2 separate regions of the Zea mays genome follow, and region 2 is linked to region 1. The links are chromatin contacts, called in public Hi-C maps. All regions are on one chromosome and are shown on one strand. The core of a region is the stretch at or near the end of the contact, and the rest is flanking DNA. Distances in the headings are between cores, read along the strand shown.

Region 1 (6,250 bases), core at 2,000-4,499:
ACGTATCATCTTCTTCGCCCAAACCCTTCGGTGAAGAAAGGATGCCTCAGTGCTTCTCGTGCTGTTAAACGGCTTGCTGGGTCATACTTCAGGAGCCCTTGCAAAAGACCAATGAAATCTCCCGCAGCCTGGTCCACATTTTGCATCACCAGATTCTGTTCATAATTCATAAACAGACATTAGCTCACATGCTACAGACAGAAATACATGTTTTGCCTATCATTGTTAAGACATACCTGAAGCCTGGACAATTTCATCACAGCTTTCATGCTCTCCCGCGAGGTGCAACCCTCAGGCCAATTCAGGCGTCCTTTTCTGATGTATTTGTCAGAGTGCCGACTACAAACAAGGATTAGTAAGACAAGATATCGACCAGACCTCACAGCATTGATGTTCAGACTTGCATTGGTATGGAACATACTCTGCCCTCTTAAGCATATGGTACGGCAAAGGTCCAAGAACTCTCTCCATCATAGCCAGATGTTCCAAGTTTTCGTGAGTCTGGAATAACGCCTCACCCTGCACAACCTTGGTAACTCAGATCCCCTGGTACTTGTACATGCCAAATGAAGCCAAGGTCCCATTAACATACCGTGCAAAGCTCAACAAGAATACAACCAACACTCCAGATATCACATGGGTAACTCCATCCATGTCCTGAACAAGATCCACACAATCATAAAATATCACCAAATCGAGCTGAACTAGGAAAAGCTTTTCAATAGACACGATAGATACCCAATATAACTTCTGGAGCCCGATAGTGCCTCGTCGATACCACATAACTCTGATCATGTTGATCATAAGTAGTGCTACCGAAATCAATCACCTTGATAGCACTAGACTTGGGCAACTGCTTGTAATAGGACCCCTCCTTTGGGGATTGGGATGAGACCTGGCAAATGAAAAAAGAGGATCAGTACCATATTTTTCTACCCCCGCTACCAATACACAATAAAAGAACAAGCATAGCACAAGGTAAATCTTGGGTAGGTGAATTAAATATAAAAGAACAAGATATACTTTGTAATCAGGCACTTTAATGTACTCCGGAGAAACAAGGAGAATGTTCTCAGGCTTTAAATCAGTGTGTATGAGGCGCAATTCATGCATAACTGCAACACATTACAGAGAGAGGGTAAATACAAAAACATCACATGATGTTAGATACTCCCTGGAGTACAAGCATGAGTAATGGATTAATGACAGGCTGCAATGCAGCACAGATAATGCACAAAACTAATGTATATGCATTATAGTGCAGGAGGGGTAATAGAAAGAACTGTGCACACACATGCTATACATTCCAACAGTTGTTTGGCAAACTCCCGAACTAGGGCAATTGGGAATGAGCGGTAATTGTTTTTCCTCAGAAAATCATATAAGCTTGGTCCAAGCCTCTCAAAGACCTGCTCACCATTAATCCAAATTCACCAACGTTTAAGCACCATATGGTTATATTTTTGGGTCAGTGCATAATTGTCATAATCTAACAATGTACTTACAATACAGATATGGTTACGATAGTCAAACCAGTTCCGAATTTGAACACAACTGCAAAATAGACCAGCTTATATACAAGCAATCTTATGAACGTAAGCACGCATATAGGTGCTAACTGAACCAGCAAACTCACCTGGATCTGCTTTCACCATATTTACCAAGCTTCTCAAGCATGCCAATTTCGATCATTGCAGCATCCCTGTACTTCTTAATGCCCCTGATGATCTTTATGGCCACCATTTCTTTTGTTTCCTTATCCCAACACTCCAACACCTGACCAAAGGTACCTGGTGTATTCCAGAGTCCAGACACATTCAGTTATAGACAAAATTTGCTGAATGTATTGGCATGCCCAATGCGAGTTAAATCAACTATTTCAGAATACATGGTCATCCAAACTGACCTTCTCCCATTTTTGCATTGATCTTATCTGCAAGCATAGAAAAGAATCAATAAGAACCAACCATGGAAACAGATTTGCATTGGCAACAAGAGACGCTGATGGCAGATAATTACAGCGAGATGTGAGATTATCTCCAACAGCAAAAACATAATGCCCATTCTTGTCATCTTCTCTCAGAGGAGGGGAACCATCATGAGGCTGCTCTTGGTTGACTTGAGAAGAAACACAACCTGAAGATAGGCCCAACACTGCAGCACTGAAGGCATTCACAACTTCTTGTCCACAAAGTGCAAACTGAACATGGAGAGACAAACCAATAAATTTTCCAATGAACTGAGTTATTAAGCAACCAAATCACCAAAGCATCATGCCGCAGCCGGTTTATACAATAGCAATATAGAAAGGGAAGTGTTTCATGTCTCAAAACATTGTGCAAAATCATTAACAAGTACATAAGTTCTTATGGCACAGCGGTGACTACATAAAACTGCTTGTAACAATAAATGAATAATTTACTTTAATCCTATAGTTCCTAAATTAACATCTACAGAGCACAACACAGGACAGACAGATTATTGGGTTTTTTTTAAGGTGGTGCTCTCGGTTTTGCTGGTGTGCTCATTTTTACCCTTAGTCGTGTTTTTTTGCTCAGTTTTGCCCTTTGCCCTTCCAGTGCTATAGAAGGGAAGGGCAAAACTGAGAAAAAACACAACTAAGGGTAAAAATGGGCACACCAGCGAAACCGAGGGTACCAGCTTAAAAAACCATTATTATAAATACAAAAAAAGGTATAATAAATAATGAAAAATATATGATTGTACAGACTATAACATGACAATCCTAACAACAATATTGACCACCGGTCACCCATCACACGATGAATAAATCAACCACCTAACCCTAGCCATCATAAGCTGAACAAATCAACCACTTGACCCTAGCAATCGTATTAAATCTGCGAGTAATATGATAGATCGACAACAGAGCGAGTCAATCTACGGTTACCAGTACTGCTATTCTACAGATCCACTATTAACCCTAGAACAACAGCACCAAAACGCGCTGCGCGTGGAAAATCGACATCCCAAACAATAGATCGGCAAGGGAAACGGAGACTGTAAATGAGATTATACCTGATTCATCTCGGCGGGGCCGACGTCCCAACCAAGCCGCGGCCGCGTAACCTGATACATCTCGGCGGGAACGACGTCCCACCCGAGCCGCTGCCGCTTGCGCGGTCGGCTGTCCAGCGTCGCGAGGGGCATATCGGTGACGCACTCCATCGTTCCCTCGAATCGGAGAGGCGAGGCAAAGAGTTGGCGGTGGCTGGATTGGTCTCGGCGTGGAGGCGAGAAACACGATTGATTCCGATGCGCTAACCCTAGCGGCCCCCGCCCTTTATGGCGAGGCGAGAGGGTGGTGGCGATAGGATCGGACACGAGCATACGGTGCTCGTGTATACCCAAAAACTAGCTGTGTCGCTGACGCTTTCGGTGGTAGTGGTTGGGTCCAGGCCCCATTGAAAAGCATTGGCCTACATGTCAGTGGATATTTATGAGAGCGTTGGCAAGCGCATCGGTGACAGAGGTTGCGTCTCTCGCGGGGAGTGGACCGCTCGTTGTGTATCCATTGCGAATCCTTTTGCCAGAGCGTCCAGCGAACTCGTTTGCTTGGGAGATATTTGCGATTTTGTGCGGCCTGCGGAGATACGTATTAGGTTTTCTTCAATGGACCTGGGGTTATGTTTGTTTCATCTCGTGCCACTAAAACGGGTGCGGACTATTAAACACTTAGCTTTTTAGTACGTTTTTATAATAATCAATTTAGTAAAAATCATATAAAACTAACATAAACACGTATTGAGCCAAATTGTTATAATAATAAGAATCTATCATTTTCTAATTTAATCATATACTACTCTATAAGACAATAGTGTAGACGTACACACACATTTTGGTGCACGGTTCTGCCTGCAGTCGTCCGCTCTCTCTCGCGCCCCCGACGCCCCGCGCATGGAAGGTCCGACCCCGCTCGCATCGCCATCCCCGCTCGGCTGCTCCTAGGAAGGAAGGGTGTCGTGCCCCACGCATGGAAGGTCCGACCCCGCCCGCATCGCTATCCCCGCGCGCCATCCCCGCTCGACTGCTCCAAGGAAGGAAGGGCATCGTGTGGAGGACCCGCCCCGCTCTCTGCACCCTCGACGCCCCGCCATCATGGAAGGTCCGACCCCGCCATCGCCATCCCTGCGCGCCTGCCCATCCCCGCATCACGCCCGGGAGGTACGCAGCCCCGTCCACTATTCCTCCGCCCCTGTCATCCCAACACCCCGGCCCAATCCACACCTTCTCCACGCTGCTATAAAAACCCCCTGTGCCCGCCATGCCCCCGCCTCGCCTTCCCCTCCATGCAGACGCATAGCCGCGGTGGTGCCGGCCGTCTCGGAGGCAGAAACTGCAATGCACCCCTTGTGTTTGAATAATTGTCTGTGTCATGTGCCAGAAGGAAGACCTAGGGTGCTATAAATGAGATTAATCATTACAAAAATAATCAGTCGGAGAGCATTTCAATGAGAGGAGGTGCATGCGATATTCGTAATTCACCTTGTGTTTATGTGATTTCTCTCTGCATATTTCTTTCTATATATCATTGCAGAATCAAAATCAGTGGGAAACTGAGAATCAAGAAAGGCAGGCATTTCAGCTCTTTCTGTACCCAAGCAGTACAGTTCTAGCACTAAACAATCATCTGGGAACAAGTTTCAAAGCATCAGCAGCGGAAGAGTTGCCCCATGGCTTGAGACTGGTGATGCAGTGGGTAATACTCATCTGATACTCTGAAGTCTTTCTGGTCCATATTGCACAGTTCCCTCTATGTTTCATGTTTGGATGAGTTTTGCTCTTGCCTGTTTTCTTCATTTAGTGAAAAATCGGGAATGGATACATAGAAATCAGGGAGAATTATGCTAACTTTTGAGTTCCTTTACTGTGATCCAATTATCGCTTATTAATTTCTCTCTGTATATGCAATCCACCAGCAAGTATGTACTTAGAATCAAGGGGAGAGGCTCGTGATTTTGCCAGGGTCCGGAATACCTGCTTTGAGCAGGTAAGCACTATAGCATTATGGATACTGAAGTCTACATTTGCAATTTACTTTACCTGTTCGATGAGGTCCATTTTTTTCATGAATAGAGTCCACTATCTGTAACATACTGTTTTTAAATTTGGTATATCTTATGAGTTGCTAAGGTATTCACATAAGGATACACCTGACAGGCTAGACAGGCTTACTTGGTTGGCAACAAGGCTCTTGCGAAGGAGCTCAGCATGAAGGGGCAGGCCTACAATGTGCAAATGAAAGCGGCTCATGAGATATATCTTACATAGAAACTTAGTGTGCCTTTATTTAGATATGTAGTGCATTTTAGTGAGTATCATATGTTGATCTGGTGTACTGTTACACGATTAGTTGACAATAGTTGCTCTCATCTAAAACTGAATATGTTTTGTACTTCAACTTTCGTTAAATAGAAAGCCTAGCCTTTTCTGAGATTGTTTATAGGTTACACTCCTCTTATCTGATTGGTTAGTGGTCACTTGTCAGGGGGTGGAGACTAAGGATCCAAGCCACTATCACGGACCACAACATCAAGTGTATGAGGCAGGGCAAAGAGGCCAACAGGTGCAGGTAACGGCAAAGATTTTCTATCCCATGTTCAATTTTGGCGTGGCACATTCTGGATCTTGCATGATTCGGTATCCTGCTAATCCGCTGCAAGACGGGTTAGGGTTAGGGGTTTCACTCTCCAGTCTCCAACAATTGTGTCTGTGGATCAAGACACTGATACTTTAATCCTAAGATTCCACAAGCTGAGGAATTGTACTGGATGTCCATCCTTTGTCCTAGATAATCTCCAAATGTTTATAGCTTGAAGTTGCATTTTACGCGTTGAGCTATCACATTGTAGACTAACTTGTACAGTTTTCTTTTGCAGTCCTTCTTGCTTGCTTTCACATTTGGGGTGTTCTGCTATAATTTACGTTGATTATTTTCCCCTGCAATTTGGCATGCATACAAACATTTGCTCTCTATTTTTCTATCCAACATAATTCATGATTTAAATAAAGGAACTATTTCTTAAAGTCTTATATTTAGTTTCATCCTTTGGAAAACAACTCTGCTACTAATGTGCTGCCCCAGACCCCAGTTTTACTTCTATTTGACCTGCCAGTGAAAGCATTTGGAGATTTTCTTTTAATCCACTGTGAAGCAGATTCATGGCTAAATGCTGCAACATTTAGTCTGTAGCAGTGTCCTACTTCTTCCTACTTATTAATTAGTTGA
Region 2 (6,250 bases), core at 1,168-3,667, 500 kb after region 1:
CAGATAAAAACATTTTTGGAGCATTTCAAGTGCTTACGTGAATAAATAAAATGAATCAGAATAGCTGAGGATCATGGGAGAGAGACTAATCAGAGGTTAAGCCCTGTAATGCCTACTGTGATGTTAGCATTCATAGGGAATCAGATTGTTAGACATAATTCGTGGGCCTTCTTTCTGGTTCAGCCTGAGCAAGGACAAGGACAATATTTATACACGAGAGGTGGATTTATGACCAAGAGTGAAAAGTAAATCTGGTACAAAGTGGAACTTTCAGGCTCATTTGTATAAATGGCATAATTTTGGGTTGCTTCTCAACAGATAAGAACTCTAGATGCTTTGTTGGCCAAACCTGAGCTTCCAAATTTTCAAACTCGGCCATGACAGCTTCTTCATCCTCAGCTGAAAGCTGCTCGCCCAGAACAGCATTTATTTCCTGAAATCGACAAGTGATTGGACAAGTCACTAAAAAGGAAATAGGCCCACTCTTTTGCAGTTGTGGCAACATCATAACAATTCAACAGAAGGTATGCTTTTTATGAAGCCTTAGAAGGAAAGAAGAATGTAGAACTACTTGTATATAGGTCACAATTTCACAAGGGTGATAACAGTAGTCCCAACCACATTTAATCACTTACTACCTACACCCAACATTATCACCATGCTCAAAACTAGTTATGATGAAAATCTGAAAATAGGCACACAACCATAGTTGCCACAAACGACTGGATGGAAGCAGGCAATACTTATATATTCAGACGGGATAGGTTTGCACTCCATAATTTCACTCTGACGTGTTGCTATCACAATGCCTATACAGTATACGAATTTGCTGGCAAAACAAAACCAAAGGGGATATTTGCAACATCCGATTTGAAGTGCAATTGTATGTATCTTAATAAGGATGCTGTAAATGAAGTTACTTAGAAGAGACAATCCCAACGAGATTGGCAGCGGATTTACTCCAAGTGCATAGTGCCCTATAGAAATGATCAAATGAATGTATACAGGTACAACTAATTGAACTTACATCTTGATAAGCCTTAGCCTCGGCTGTGTCATCCATCAGCTTTTGGACATCATCAATGTTTATCTCATTCTGTATAGACTTCAGGGCAGCATTTCCAGCCTTCAGGCTTTCAAATACAGCCTTTTGTTTACTTGCTAGTTCAATATCTGCCAGCTAAACCAAGCGAACGAAAATACTCTGTCAGGTTATCATACATCAAATTAAGAAACTCAATGCTGCTTAACTTCAATAAGAAATGTAGAACTTCAGCCCTACACGACAATATTTATTAATTGGTATTAAAGAACAATTATTTGAATGAACTACAAACCTGTTGTTCAACATTCATTTGCCATGTGTCAACTTGTTTCAACAGCTCTTCCTGAGCTTTCTTCTTCTTCAGAGCAATCAAAGCTCTGTCTCTCTTCTTCTGTTGAACCAACTGCCGTGCAGCTTCCTTTTCTGCTTCGATTACCTTCTCAAGCTGGAAGGGAAGAGAAGCATACATAAATACACTCCTATATTTTTAGCAGAGGTGATATTGCAATGATTAAATGTGATGAACTGAGGATCATGACCATCTAATCAGGATAGTCAGCACCTGATGACAACATGTTGTATTAAGCTAGAATCAAAAGATGAACTATAACATCCAAGTACATCAAGTTAAACTGTCTGTACTAGCAAGCAAATTTCACAAATCCAACACCAATTATTGTAATACACTGTAAGGTGTGGCGAAAGCAAAAACGAGTCTTGAAATGCGCTCCAGAAACTGATGTATTGATGTCTGTACGAACAAAATTAGCAGTTATAACGTTGATTGGCTGGACTATAGCATGGAATATTACAAGGAGAGAATTTTTCTTCACTCCCGATCACGAGGCATATATATCGACCTGGATCGGTGCTGTGACACGACTCCAATCAGGGCACCCTATGCGAAACCAACCGATCAAGACACGATAATTCCCTGGAAAACTAGAAACTCGCAAGTTACTCCGATTCATCGATCGACGCCGCTCTATCCAACCCCAGATCCCAATTGCCACCTACAGCAGCTCCCGCGCGACGACGCGAGACGGACACCGAATCTGACACGATCCCACGGCGCGACAGAGGACGGCCGGAATTCGACACAAGCGAGGATGACGGACCATCCGTAGCTCACGGCAGGGAAGGGTGCCACGGAAGGGGAGGCGAGGGGAGGGGGAGGCAGACCTGCTGTTGAAACTGGGCGAGCTTGCGGCGCTGCGTCTTGAGGGTGAGGATGGCCCTATCGACGTCAGTGATCTTGGGCTTCTTCACGAAGATGTTCCCCATACTCGCGGTCGGGGTTCCGCCCCCGGCGAGATGGCGTGACGGCGGTGGAGTCGGAGAGGAGGAAAAGGTGGACTGGACGGGGACGAGACGGTCACGACATTTACAGTAGCCGTTCGGTGCCGGCGGGGCAGGGTCTGTGGCCTGGGTCGTGTCGTCCTCTGGCAAGTTGGTTGTTCCGTAACTGTACTTCAGTTTAGACTTCTTTAAAATAGTAATACTTTCAAATATAGAGTTTCTCTAAAATAATATTTTAGTCTCATTGTTATTTTAATTTTACTTTTTTATTTCCTATTACTTAAAATTACATACATTTTTTTATCTTTAGTCTATGAGTTCATTTAATATAGACCTAAACTCCTTGCTAACTTTCGCCCGTTTGCATCTCATTCTGTTTAATAAATCATGGAGGACATTAGAAGTAGTTATGGTAAGTTTTCTATAATTTTAATTAAAAAATGAATTTATAAAAATAAAAATCAATTAAATATATGGTTTAAGGAGACTAGGATATAAAGCTAAGATAATAACCAAGAATTTCACTTATGCGAATAGCTCCTCATTTTCGTTCCCACTACAAAAAAAATCTCGGTGGATCCCCACTAACGTTTACAGGGTATATTTCTTTCTCATTCTTGTTCCTCATCGAAAATTTATCCCACTTAAATTATAATTAAGACATACATCATTTGTTATTAATGTAAAACATTCACTTATACACATTGTAAGATGTAAGAAATTATTATGTGTACATCAAAATAAACATATTTGTGCAATGATTGTTTAGTTACAAGGTAATTATTTATTTTATCATTAACTATTATACGAAAACATCGTCACATATAAGTTTAACGAGTCCTTGCTGGGAAAGGGAATGAGAAATGCTTCTATGTCCTCACCAGAAACTTCTCCATTCACCGCGGAGAATCAAAGATCAAGGCCCTATTGCCATCTCTATATAAAACACATGTCTCATACAACTCTAATTTAATAGCAAATTTTATTTATCTATAAAGTAAAATAAAAATAAACTTGTTTATGTATATAAAGCAAAAAATAATTAAGTTTATCAATAAAACGATGGTAGATGTTTGAGGTGTAGTGGGGTACAACTGAAGGGCAGCTAACGACCGTGTGAGCAAGGCCGGTCCGTGAAGGAGGCAAGCGGTGCGGTCGCCTCGAGCCCCCGGTTCTATGGGGTCCCACCTCCAGTAGGCCAGGTCGGTAGCGTATTACTATACATATTTATTATTAAATTCCAACTAGCACGTGATCCTTGTGACAAATAACTGGTTTAGAGTGCTTGGCCATACAACACATATATTCATGTGTCTCCTCTTCCGTAGCCTAGCACCTAACGTGTGGCGCCATCTATTAGCTGATCGCTTCAAACGAGTTTGTGACGTGCGCCCTATGATTGTGCCTGTGACTATTGCATTAGTTAAAAGAAGCTTTTGAAAATTGAAGTTGCTAAAAATTGAATAAAGTCTAAAATGTGATAAGAATACTAAATAGTTTGGCTACTTTATGTATCGAGATGATATTAGCAGATAAAACTGATATTGATGTCATCGTCAATGACTTCACATTGAGACATGTTAGAAGAAAATTTTAAGGAAGCCATATATTATATATTTTTACTTGAGATGATTATTTCTATAACATTTATTAGCAATATATGTTATGTATGTTATAAAAATACGAGTTTCTACTTTAAGTTTTACTATGAGCCCTTGATTTGTTAGGACCGCGGCTGCACGTGAGAAAGATGTCGAGTCGTGGCGACACTAAGCCTTCAAGATTTTTTTCGTTAGGGCTAGTTTGGGAACACTAATTTCCCATGGGATTTTCATTTTCCCAAGGGAAATTAGTTCATTTTCCCTTGGGAAAATGAAAATCTCATGGGAAATTAGTGTTCCCAAACTAGCCCTTAATGTATCATAAAAGCAAGGAGAAAGATATCTTCTAAGTGCTAGAGAATAAGAAAACAACTTAAAATAAATAAGATAAGGCTAGAATACTATTTTAGAAATGACTCACACTTATAGGTACTATTTAAAAAGAGTTCAAGCTATAAGTAATGAAACTAAACTATATAAGTACTACTAGTCGGTTGCCTGTGCGTTGCGACGGCTTACAACAATACCTATGTAAACTATCCATTAAAAAAATTTCAAGATTTTTTATTGATTGTCTCCGCTCTCCGTATAATAATTTCTTGATTTGACAAACTGATGTTATTATTTACTCCATTCAATATGTATTGGTACAATACGGCCAATGAAGTGAGCGATTAGAAGAGAGTTCACAACGACTGACTGAACGAACAGAGATTATAAAATGACATAATTTCACCATACAGAGACCAAATAAGAGAAAGTTTGTGAGCTTAAGTTTCTAAAATAAGTCACATGAACTCACTTATAAAAAAGATAGATCAAAATATGGAGTGATTGCTAAAGTCAGGCATCAATAAAAACTGGATGCGCTCCATTCAAATTATGCTACTTCATAGCAATTACTAACGTTTAAAACCAACAAATAACCTTTCATTTTACTGTTAGTGTGATAAATCATTGTTGCTCCATCCAATTCAGCAACCTCAAACACCATATAGTCCATTGCGCCAATATGGTCTCAAAAACGACCTAATGTTTGCAAGAACCAAAAACGTCGTGACGTACTTGGGCTGTAGCCTCAACCCGTAGTGCTGGTTCGGCCCGGCACGATTATATTTTTTATTTAAAAAAACATATATACATATATATAATTTATATTCAATATTAAAAATATCTTAGTATGATGTTCTATTGGTTAGACAGTTTTACCCCGTGTCTCCCGCCCTTCATCTATCAGGGCATATGTTTGAACCCCACCTTTTGCACCGTTTTTAACATTTTACGCTGATTTAATCAAATGGGCCGACTGGCTGGTCCGACACAGTCAGCAGGTCGGCATTGACGTGTCGGGCCGCCGTTTAACCATCTATAAGGCGTGCAGCGGATTAATTTGAAATAACCGTGAGGGGTTATTTGTAAAAATATGGCGCGGGCCGGCCGTTGAAACTGGTGCTTTAAGTATAGTATAGATAATAGCAAAAGGTTTATAACAAATAGTCGGCTGCACACAGGTAGTAAGAATGATCAGGGATCGACTCGTGGTCGCCGACCAGCTAGCAGCCTAGCGTAGCGCGTAGGGAGGCATGAGCCCCATGCTAGGGATCCAGCCGGTTGTGCCTCGTTGTGTGCCACCGCGCGCTCGTATAGTCCCTAGCCATGAAACACCTCATCCTCTTCCTCTCCGTAGCCTACTGCTCGACGCAGGGGCGGATATGGCCTCCAAGCCACCTCGGCCATGACCCGAATCATAGCAAAAAAACCTCTTATACCTAGTGTTACACTACCCGTCTAGGGTTTGGGGCTTCCCCATGTAATTACCATCTCACTCTCGTTGTAATGGGCCAGGCCCAATTACTCAAGTTCTATTAATACCACACCCAACCCTGTTTAGGGTTATGGGTTCTTCCTTCATGGTATCAGAGAGCTAGGTTTAGGTTTTTTTTCAGCCGCCGGCCCCCAGCCGACCGGCCTCCCTCCCAGCCGCCGGCCCCTCTCCCTCCCGCCGCCACCCGCCGACAACCCGCCCTACGCGCCCAGCGCCATGCCCCGGCGCCCTGCGAGCTGCTGTCAGGACGCCCGTCCCAGCCGCGCCAGGAGCCGCCGCCCGGACCGTGCCCTGCGGTCCCACCCCGACCGCGACCCGTCTCCGGCCGCCGAAGCAGGGTTGCGCCCCACCCGGCCGCGCCCCACCCGTCTCCGACCGCCGAAGCAGCGCCCCACCCGGCCGCGCCCGACCCGTCTCCGGCCGCCGAAGCAGTGCCCCTCCCCGACCCGATGCCCCCTGCTACGACTTCCTCCAGCCGTC

Evidence for each region. Hi-C and Micro-C count contacts between places; a contact is called where the count stands out from the background.
Region 2: a contact with region 1 is called in a Hi-C map of endosperm, with 2.4 times the contacts expected there. The contact joins the promoter of LOC100216677 here to the promoter of LOC100280413 in region 1. A contact is called at or near these places in 4 of 25 Hi-C or Micro-C datasets (ear, endosperm, leaf and 1 more).

The regions. Positions count from the first base shown.
Region 1 is chr4:136,230,359-136,236,608 of Zm-B73-REFERENCE-NAM-5.0, forward strand. LOC100280413 reads right to left here and starts at 3,250. Exons shown (of 12, transcript NM_001361074.1): 1 at 3,040-3,250; 2 at 2,020-2,200; 3 at 1,907-1,933; 4 at 1,637-1,790; 5 at 1,506-1,554; 6 at 1,295-1,409; 7 at 1,024-1,115; 8 at 739-895; 9 at 593-657; 10 at 422-519; 11 at 237-339; 12 at 1-155. The coding sequence starts at 3,189. The coding sequence ends at 6. It overlaps LOC103653715 (a long non-coding RNA gene), which reads left to right and starts at 3,917. Exons shown (of 3, transcript XR_002268777.2): 1 at 3,917-4,720; 2 at 4,941-5,011; 3 at 5,182-5,607.
Region 2 is chr4:136,732,645-136,738,894 of Zm-B73-REFERENCE-NAM-5.0, forward strand. LOC100216677 (Vacuolar protein sorting-associated protein 20 homolog 2) reads right to left here and starts at 2,418. Exons shown (of 6, transcript NM_001143085.1): 1 at 2,228-2,418; 2 at 1,338-1,490; 3 at 1,028-1,180; 4 at 350-433. The coding sequence starts at 2,329.